Regions from separate parts of the Sus scrofa genome. Here region 2 is linked to region 1. The links are chromatin contacts, called in public Hi-C maps. All regions are on one chromosome and are shown on one strand. The core of a region is the stretch at or near the end of the contact, and the rest is flanking DNA. Distances in the headings are between cores, read along the strand shown.

The links. Hi-C and Micro-C count contacts between places; a contact is called where the count stands out from the background.
Region 2: a contact with region 1 is called in a Hi-C map of liver, with 2.4 times the contacts expected there. The contact joins the promoter of ATL3 here to the promoter of MARK2 in region 1. A contact is called at or near these places in 5 of 47 Hi-C or Micro-C datasets (embryonic fibroblasts, heart right ventricle, liver and 2 more) and 1 of 2 datasets of contacts at active chromatin or transcription factors (alveolar macrophages).

The regions. Positions count from the first base shown.
Region 1 is chr2:8,214,126-8,218,952 of Sscrofa11.1, forward strand. MARK2 (serine/threonine-protein kinase MARK2) reads right to left here and starts at 1,842. Exons shown (of 18, transcript XM_021082895.1): 1 at 1,400-1,842. The coding sequence starts at 1,453.
Region 2 is chr2:8,358,826-8,363,652 of Sscrofa11.1, forward strand. ATL3 (atlastin-3) reads left to right here and starts at 2,754. Exons shown (of 13, transcript XM_021082904.1): 1 at 2,754-3,034. The coding sequence starts at 2,956.

The sequences.
Region 1 (4,827 bases), core at 592-3,091:
AAGGGGACTCTCCACAGAGCAGGCAGCAAGGGACACTGGAGACGGGGAAAGAAAGAGGAGGGGTGGTAAGTGGACGCCTCGGCTCAGAGGTGAGATGACACAGAAAAGGCTAAGGCTTGGGTGACAAACGATAGCAGTGATTGCCAGGACGAGGGGGAGTGTGAGGCTCAAGAAACCAGCATGCAAAATACCCGGCCCCAGAGTTACAAAGACTAGCCAATCACAAGGGGGTGGGTAGGAGCACATGCAGGGAAAATAAGGATGAGGCGAAAAAGGCAGGAGACTAATATGGAGATGAAAGGCAATCCTGAGCAAGAGCTACAGTAAGGAAGACAGGGTGGGGGTAGAGAAACCGGAAGGCAACAAGCAAGGGGGGAGATACTATGGAGAGGGCCAGAGGCAGGAGTGGAGACAAGGAAGCGTCACGGTCTGCGTCGCGGTCTAAGGACAAAAAGGGAAGGACGGTGATGCAGCGGGGCCGGGAAAGATCTGAGCAACAGGTTGCGGTTAATGGAGTGGGGCTGAAATAATGTCTTCCCCTCGGCAGGAAGAGCTCAGGGAGCAGACTGGTAAAGTGCTCACAGTGAGAAACAGGAGACCGGGGCACCCCAGAGGAAGAGATCGTGACCAATCCAAAGGCTCTGACGGGGGTGAAGACTGGAACCCCCAAGACAACCTGTGGGAAAACTATGCGCATGACAGCTGGATGGGAAACACGGAAGCAACAAATGCCAGCGCGAGGCACCAGGGAGCTCCTGGAGAAGAGAAGGGAAAGTGATGAGCCAAGAGTAGGCGAACGATTTGGAAAGGTGATGAGGGTGGAGCTGGTGGGTTGCAAGCAAGACGGCGAGCACAATGTGGAGAAGCAAGAGGCAGCATAAAACGCTAGGGAACTGGAAGAGGATAGGGACTGAGAACACACTCCAGGGCAAGGCCCCCGAGGGTGGGAACCGGGACTGGGAGAACCGGTGCGGGCGGAGGGGACGCAAGGCTGGAGGGATGGAGGAAGAGGTGGACAACGATCTGGGGCAAATCGCAGGGTGCTACTGGGGGAGCAGGAGGGTGGCTGCTTTAAGCGTGGGTGGAGGAAGACCAGAAAGGCCCCTGAGAGAAAAAGGGAAGAGAAGAGGAAGCTGGGGAGGTAACACGGAAGAGCGCAGGAGGGCGGTGAGGGGAGACGGGGGGGTCGGCAGAAAGACAAGTGTGCAGCTTGGAGTCTGGACGAGGTGGGTCCCAGGACAGGACTCGGAAGGGGGATGTGCGGTGCCAGGAGCCAGATGACAGGGCAGCCGAGGCTTACAGAACGGCAGCAGGGGCACGAGGAGAACTGAGGAGGGAGGAGGCTCTGCAAGGTGCAGGGGCCCAGCCAGAGAATTCGGGGAGCCTTCAGGCTCCTTACCTGCTCGGTGTCCCTCTCGTTCAGCGTGGGTAGGGGGGTCCGGGCGCTGGACATGGCGCCGGTATCTCGGGGGAGGGAACCGAGAAGCTTGGAGGAAGGGAGGGAAGGGAAGGCGCGGAGCCCGGCCGGGCGGGGCTTCTCACAGCAGGGGCACCCGCCGCATGGGCCCCGGCCGGGGGTGCGGGGAGGCCGGGCTGCCGCTCACGCCAGCCCGGGGATGCGCCGCTCGGGCTAGGCCGCGCCGGCTCCGAGCGGCTCCGGACCGCACCCCCCCGACCCCCGGCTGGGCTGTGCCGCCTTTCGGCCGGGCCGCGCCGCTCCGCCTACTCTCTGCCGCCGCAGCCGGCCGCCTGCCTCGCTCCTCCCCTGCCCTCAGCGGCACTGCTCCGCGCCCGGCACCCAGGCAGCCGCCGCCGGACCTGCTGCTCCCAACATGGCCGCCACCACCGCCGGCCCTCGGCTCTTTCCGCCGGCAGCAGCCGGAAACATCCGAAGCGGCTTGAAACGGGAGGGGGGCGCGCCTTCTCCTCCCGGCCACGGACTACGGGTGAATTCCGGAAACACCCGAAGAAGGTAGCCCCGGGGACGCGCGCACCTCCTCGATTCCGAAGATCAAGCTTCGGCTCTGTTTACGGAAATCCACGAAGCCTCCCCGGGTACTCCAGCGATGCCCACAGGCTTTTCCCCGCCCACTTCGCGGGCTCTCGGCTGTTTCCGGAAACACCCGAAGCTGCTCCTCGTGCCGTGAGCCGGCCACGCCCCCATCCCGCCCAGCAGCCGACGGCGGTCGTCGGCCATTTCCGGCAACACCCGAGATCGGGCGAGCTTCGGGTCATTCCCTCGGGTGGTACCCAGATTCTGACTCTTCGTTTCTTTCCGTCAGTTTCCGGGTATTTTCAAACCTTGAACAGGGAGTGTGGATCCCCTGTGCGTGTTACTATTTGACTAAATAGAAAACGAAGCTGTTAGCTATTGGCATCCTTTGGTTCTAAAGTCAGCCCATAAATTCCATTTCATTTCTCATCCAGTTTATCTATCAACATGTGTGTCATCTGTCAGATGCAGCGTTAGTCTGCTACCTGTCTACCTACCGTTCATCACCTGCTATTGTCTATCGTGGCTTCTATTTATCTATCCATGCATCCCACATCTAGTCCACAGGGCTCCTCAAGGTCTCAGGCAAGCACTAGGTCAACGTCCTTGGCTTCCAATGCCAGAGGCTGCAGAGGTCCCCCCAGCCCTGGCATTCCACCCCCAGCTCTGCACAGTGAAAATGCTGTGTGATCTTGGAAAAACACATAACATCTCTATGTTTAGACTCCTCAATGTCCCTATCTTGAAAGAATCCATGCCTTTGTTCCAGTGATGACATTCTAAATAACATCTTTGAATTTCAGTTGCCTTTTTTTTCCTTCAGAAAAAAAAAAAAAGTCTTTTAATTGTTCAAAATAGCACAAAATGACATCGCTCTATGGCAATATTGAGTCACACCAGTTCCCTTTTTAAATACCCCTGTGAGGTAGGGCAGGAGAGACATTCTCGTCTTAATACACATTTCAGTTATCCCTTCTAAGGAAATTCATGGGAAAGAAAAGAGCAACTGGCTGAAAATGAAGATTCCTTAGGATGGCCCAAAGAATGAGCACCTGGAAAAATCCCTTTCCTTCCCTGGGTCTCAGCTTCCCTATCAGTAAATTGAGACCACCAGATTCATGAGCTCTGGGGTCCCTCTCATCTCTGCAGGGCCCCTATCTTTAACAGGAAGTCCATGTGCCAACCTGAGTCCTCTCTTCAACTACCCCGTAGACTGTCTCACCAGGGAGAGGCAGTAGGCTGACTGATCTGATTCCCCTGGTTCTAAGTGGCCCCCACTCATCATGCCCTAGTCATTTTAGAAAACCATCCCCCCAAACTCACCCTAAGATAGGCAGAAGCGAGAATCCCCACAAGAGCCAGAGACCAAGGTCGAGCAACAAGTCAACAGGAGTTCCCTGGTGGTGCAGTGGGTTAAGGACCTGGCATTGTCACCACCATGGCTTGGGTTGCTGCTGTGGCCTGTGAGTTCAGTTCCTGGCCTGGAAACTTCCACATGCCATCGGTGTGGCAAAAACAAAAAACAAAAAAAAACAAAAAAAAAAACAAATCCCCAAAAGCGCCAGAGTAGAGAGGCCTAAGGGCTTATGGGGGAAAGTGCTTGACACTTGACTTCCAATTCCCAGTTACAGCATGTGGAGCAGAGCCCTTGGCTAAGTCAGTCAGATAAACAGGCAGACCAACAAAAGCAATGAGAGGACGCTATGAACTTCCTCAGCAGCAGGTATAGCCTACAGTCCTGGTAAAGGCGGGGGGCTCCAGGACACCCCCCCACCCCCCACCTTAGCCACTGAAGAAGTTGGTGAAAGGATACAGAGGGAGGAGGTGAAAGTGGGAAAAGAGGAAGAGGTGAGGACAGAGGACATTCCCCCACCCCAAATTCATCTGGAAAATCCATGAGAATGATCTGCCCTCTGGTGGCCAAAGAGAGACTCACTGCTGATTCCTGTACCCAGTATCCCCTCCACGGCTTGGGTCCAGAGAGGAAGGGAAAAGGGGAAGGAGTTGGAGGAGCAAAGGAACTTGCACTCAGGGGTCCGCCTTGGCCCCTATCTAAGCAAACTTGACTAAGCAAACTCTACTCCCTCCATGCCTCTCCTTGCTCAAGTCCCTTAGCCCCCACCTCTACCCTACCTGCTCTTCTAGCTTCACAAGGCTGCCTAACCGGTCTCCCTGCCTAGACTGCCTCCAACCTGCCCCACCAGACATGCCAGAATAATCTGCCTAGAGTCCAGCTCCAATTACATCTCTGCCCAGCTGGAAGACTCTTAGAAAGGCCTTGAGCCTGATTTACTGCTCTTCTGTCCCCTTCCTGAACTTTGTACCAAGAGGGGCTCACGTTTTCCTTTTATACTGGGCCCGACAAATTGTGCAGCCAGTCCCAATGGTAGGAAAAGCCTTTAGCCTGCATTGAAAACTCTGTACAGGAGTTCCACTGTGGCTCCGTGGTTAATGAATCCAACTCAGAACCATGAGGTTACGGGTTCGATCCCTGGCCTCCCTGAGGGGGTTAAGGATCCAGTGTTGCTGTGGCTGTGGTGTAGGCCGGCAGCTACAGCTCCGATTCGACCCCTAGCCTGGGAACCTCCATATGCCATGGGAGCAGCCCTAGAAAAGGTGAAAAGACAAAAACAAATAAATAAATAAATAAAATTTTTAAAAAAAGAGATGGAGTTCATATATGTCTTCTCACAGCTCTGAACCCACTCAGTCCTCGTCCATGATTAAGTACTGCCCCACATTTACCATTCTCTAATCTGCAAATGCGTTCATTCACAAATCTCTAGTGAGCACCTACTATGTGCAAGGCAGGGACATCAGTGAATCAAACAGAC
Region 2 (4,827 bases), core at 1,504-4,003, 150 kb after region 1:
CACCCTTTTAAACAAATGGTAGTGTGCTATACCCACAGTTAAATATGTTTGTATCTTGCCTTGACAGCAATTCTAGAAATTTTGTCGAAGTGTTAGACAGCTGTGCTGTTGGCTCTGCTGTTGCTGCAATAACAATAACAAAGCAGCTGATGGGTCTTGAGCTTTTATGGTGTGACCATGTTGAGGGCCTGATAGTTAATAACACCCTACGAATTGGGGTTGACTATTTTCTTTTTATAAACTAGGACACCCCATATTATACAAGAGCAAAATAAGGTATTTAAATGACATCCAGGGATGCCAGCAGTCCAGTCTGTTCCTTCGTAGTGCCAGACTATTGCTTACACATGGATCCTGCGAGTAGTCAGTAGGAGAGGAGACTGAGCTGTACCCCAGCACAGTCCGTGAGTGATAATTATTGACTTGGCTGTTTACGCCACAGGCTGTGAGTCTCTGGAGGACAAGAATGTTCCTTATGCATTGTTGCAGCATTACTGCCTAGCACTGTGCCTGGCACATAACAAACACCCTATTTTTGGAAAGCTTTGGAACCTGAGTCACAGTGGATGCTACTGCAGAAAACAATTTTTGCTATTTCTGTGCTTTGCTACATACTTCAGTATCTTGAATATTTATGACTTTGTTTTGCTTTTCCGGAAGGAACAAGATTACCTATTTTTGAGCACTAACCTGGCATCAGTCATAATTGCCAAATGCTTACATCTCATTTAGCCTACAACAACACGATGACTTGAGTATTCAAATCATTTGGCAGATGATGAGTTCAAAGCGGTTAAGTAACTCACCCCTTTTCACAGCTGGTAAGCATCAGAGCTAGAATTCAGAGCCCTGTCAGTCTGACCACAAAGCCAGTAGCCTTGACCATTCAAACATGTTTATAAGTCATCTACTTCTGGAAAACCCCAAGGAAACTCAGCCTCTGGTTATACTACATGACTCAATTCAGAATGAGATGACTGAAGGCAGTCTCTCATCAGTCTCATCAATATTTAGCATTTTGAATCTCCACTGTTTTTTTTCTTTCTTTCTTTTTTTTTTTTGTTGTTCTGTTTGCCATTTCTTGGGCCGCTCCTGCGGCATATGGAGGTTCCCAGGCTAGGGGTCTAATTGGAGTTGTAGCCACCGGCCTACGCCTGAGCCACAGCAACGCAGGATCTGAGCCGTGTCTGTGACCTACACCACAGCTCATGGCAATGCCGGATCCTTAACCCGCTGAGCGAGGCCACGGATTGAACCTGCAACCTCATGGTTCCTAGTCGGATTCGTTAACCACTGCACCACGATGGGAACTCCAGAATCTCCACTGTATCTTTTGATGACCTTGGATATTTGAAAAGGAAACTACATGTTTTTCATTTACAGGGGTTGTTTTCTAAACTGTGACTAATCCTAAAGTCTATGTATAATTTGTATTGTGTTGCTCCAAGTGCCCCAAAACTTCTACAATGTATGAGGAAGGCTGATGTGCTAACACTGATTTTGATGATGCTATATTGAGAAAGATATAAGTCAGTATAAGGTGGTCATTTCCTGACAGGATGGATTTCAGTGGATCTCTATTGGGAGCCCTTAAAATAGAACAGGGTATGTTGCTCAAAAGCAAAAACTCAGTATTAAAGGAACAAAAAAGCAAGTAAGTGGTGTTAAGTGTAACACAAAACCTCTTTAATCATCCATTCAACAAACATTTGAGGTTGTACTATCGGCACGCCACTGGTGGGGGCACTGGATTTACAGTAGTGAATAATTACAAAAATTTCTGTTTGGAACTTATATTCTAGTGGGAAGAGACAACAAAAAGAAAAGTAAAACATAAGTTAGATGGAGAGAAGTCTTATGAAGACAGATGGGCAATGGGAATACACAATGGATGTTGCAGTAGTGACAAGTCATTGGCCTCTGGCTCCCCTCTCTTTCTGAGCATGCCACATAACGCCCTGGATTTTTTTGGGGGGGGGGCTGCACCAGGGGCGTATGGAAGTTCCCAAGTCAAATCTGAGCTACAGTTGCCAGCCTATACCACAGCCGCAGCAACACGAGATCTGAGCTGCGACTGTGACCTATACCACAGCTCATGGCAACAAGAGATCACTGACTCACTGAGCAAGGCCAGGGATTGAACACGCATCTTCATGGATACTAGTCGGGTTCGTTTCTGCTGAGCCACAACTTGACGTCCAATGCCCTGGATTTTTTGTCTCATTTTGCAAATCCTGCTTTCTGCATACCCAGTGTGAAATCCCTGTTCTGATGTTCACACCTAGTTTCTTGCCGACCAGATTAGGTCGAATTTAGACTCAAATCTAAAGCCTAGAGCAGGGTATTCAAATAATCCTGAGAGTTTGCAGAGAATCAGAAGGGGCAGGGAAAAGAAATCAAAACAGATCCTCTTTAGGAAAGATTAAGTGTATCTTTACCTTTTCACCCCTGGCCTCACAGCTCAAGGATTTGGCAGGGCCTAGAGGTAGCTGGAAGGAGGTTCTGGGTAAATTATAATAGTTATGGCAAGAGTGGCGATGGTGCGCTATCAGGCTTGGCCAGGAACGGGAATAGGTGGCGAAGCTGCTGATGGTGACAATGAAGTCACAGATTCCTCTCCTTGTGAAGTCAAAATCATTTAAAAAAACCAGTGATGGTCACGTCATCCAGAGTTGAGGTCTCCCTTCGGTCCTTGGGGCAGAGTGCCGCCTAACTATGGCCCCGGCCAGCATTAAACACCGAAACCATTTCAAACGCAGCTGGTAGGAGTTCTAAGACTGCTTTACCAAGGCCTCCGCCCAGGTCTGGCTGCAGGGCTAGGAGCCGGGCGGAGATCCTTGGCCGGCCCGCCCCTCCCCGCACGGCCCCATGGGAGTTGTAGTTCAGTCGTCGAAGGGCTGCAGTAAGCTCCGACCCGCTCTTCCGCTTCCTCCCCGCCCGGGATGAGTGAGCAGAATGCGGACCGCTGGCGGGTACCTAGAGAGTGTGAGACTACAATTCCCAACGGACCGCTGCTTCCAGCGCGCAGCCCCAGGTACCCGGCGGTGCGCTTCAGGCTTCCGCGCACGCGCACGCGCGTCGGGCGGTGGCGGGATTCGGCCGCGTGTGCTCTCCAGCCCCAGCCCGCCCTGCGCTCGCGGCTCTTTGGGCGGCCGGTCGAGTCCTGCCAGCCAGCGTTGTGGTTGCTCTCTCGCGGCTCTGCGCGCCCCTCCTTCTCCCCAGTTTCTTCTAGAGGCCAGGCCCCGCCCGTTTCCCGTCTCCAGGGCCTGGTTCGTTCCCGCCCCAGCCCGCCCCTCTCTGTGCCCCTGCTGCCTCTGCTGGAGGCGGAGGCTCCATGTTGTCCCCTCAGCGAGCGGTAGCGGCTGCATCGAGAGGAGCAGGTGAGGCGCCCAATTTTCCCTCCAAGCCCGCTCCGTGCCTCACCCGCCGCCCTCTCTGCTGTCGCTCCGAGGAGAGCGCAGGCTCCACCCGCCGCCCTTTGTCGTCCGGGATTGGACCGCGCGCCCCTCGGTGGGGTCCCTTGGCCCGCGAGTTCGGGTCCGGGGGCTGCTCTCTGGGCCGGGCAGGTCGGGCGCTGGCGGCTCCTTTTTCGGGCCCCGGCTGGGAGCGGCTGCCTTCGGGAGTAGGGCCCTGCGCCCGGGAGAGGCTGTTAGTGCTTCTCGGGGCTGCAGCTGCCCGTCTGGCTCCTCCTCTCCCCGCCTGGGGCAGCCCGAGGGCGGGTGGTCTCCGGGCGGCGTTCAGAGGCTTCGCCCGGCGGGCCACGCCCTGGGCCGAGCCGGGCGCCCTGGGCTGTTGCCCGTTCCCTGCCTGGCGCCTCGCAAGCTCGCTGGCCGGGAACCTTGGGCCGAGTGGTTCTGGCCGTGTTAATGGGCCCAGGGAGCGGGGAAGGTAGAGGCTTCATTGTTCAGCCTTTTCCAAAGCCCCGGGGAGGGCTTAGAGTGGGAAGCTTCATTTTTATCCTAACCACCTCGAGTTACTGGCAAGAAGTGTTAGGAAAGTCCATTTTCAACCCACACTTGTCTCCGTAAAGGAGATAGAAGAATGTGGCCTAAATGGATTTTTATTAAGTTCTTTTAGTACGCTTGGTACAGTGCCTTGTTCTTTTGCTTTCCTCAAGACATAGAAACTAGTAAAAGTATTAAATAAAAACCAAACAGTCACCATAAATTCATGGAAACGATGTCATCTATCATTTTTACCTGGCTTTACTCTTGCTTGCTGTGTGTGCTCTTGAAATGACCAGGAGTTTCACTTGCGAAATCTAAAGGCAACAAAAGAATAGAAGATTGTTTGAAGAATCTTAATAAATAGATACCAGCCTTCAAATTTGAATTTGAAGTTGGGAAGGAATGTTTTGAGAAAGGGGAAAAGAACTAACGGGTCAAAAACGTGGTTTCGCATTTGGGCTGGCTTTTAGAGAAGCAAAACCTATGTAGCTCTAGCTCTCTCTAAACCGCGACAAGTGTTAACATTATGTACTGAATAGTCCTGCTTTTTTTTTTTTTTTCCTCAAATCCTCACAGATTAGCTCATACTATAGAAATCTGTGTTGCTGCTTTAACACCTGTAAAGGAAACAGTTGGCTGAAAAGTCTCTCTGTAGGTAATGAAGCATTGCACTGGTAGAGCAGGTCGTTTTATTAGCTAAAGTTTTTCTCATTGGAGTAATCATAAAATTAAGAAAAGTTGGGAGTTCCCTTGTGGTGCAGTGGGTTAAGGAGCCCACGTTGTTACTACAGCTGTTTGGGTCACTGTAGTGGTCACTGCTGTGGAGTGGGTTCGATTCCTTGCCCAGGGAACTTACACATGCCGAGAGTGCTGCCAAAAG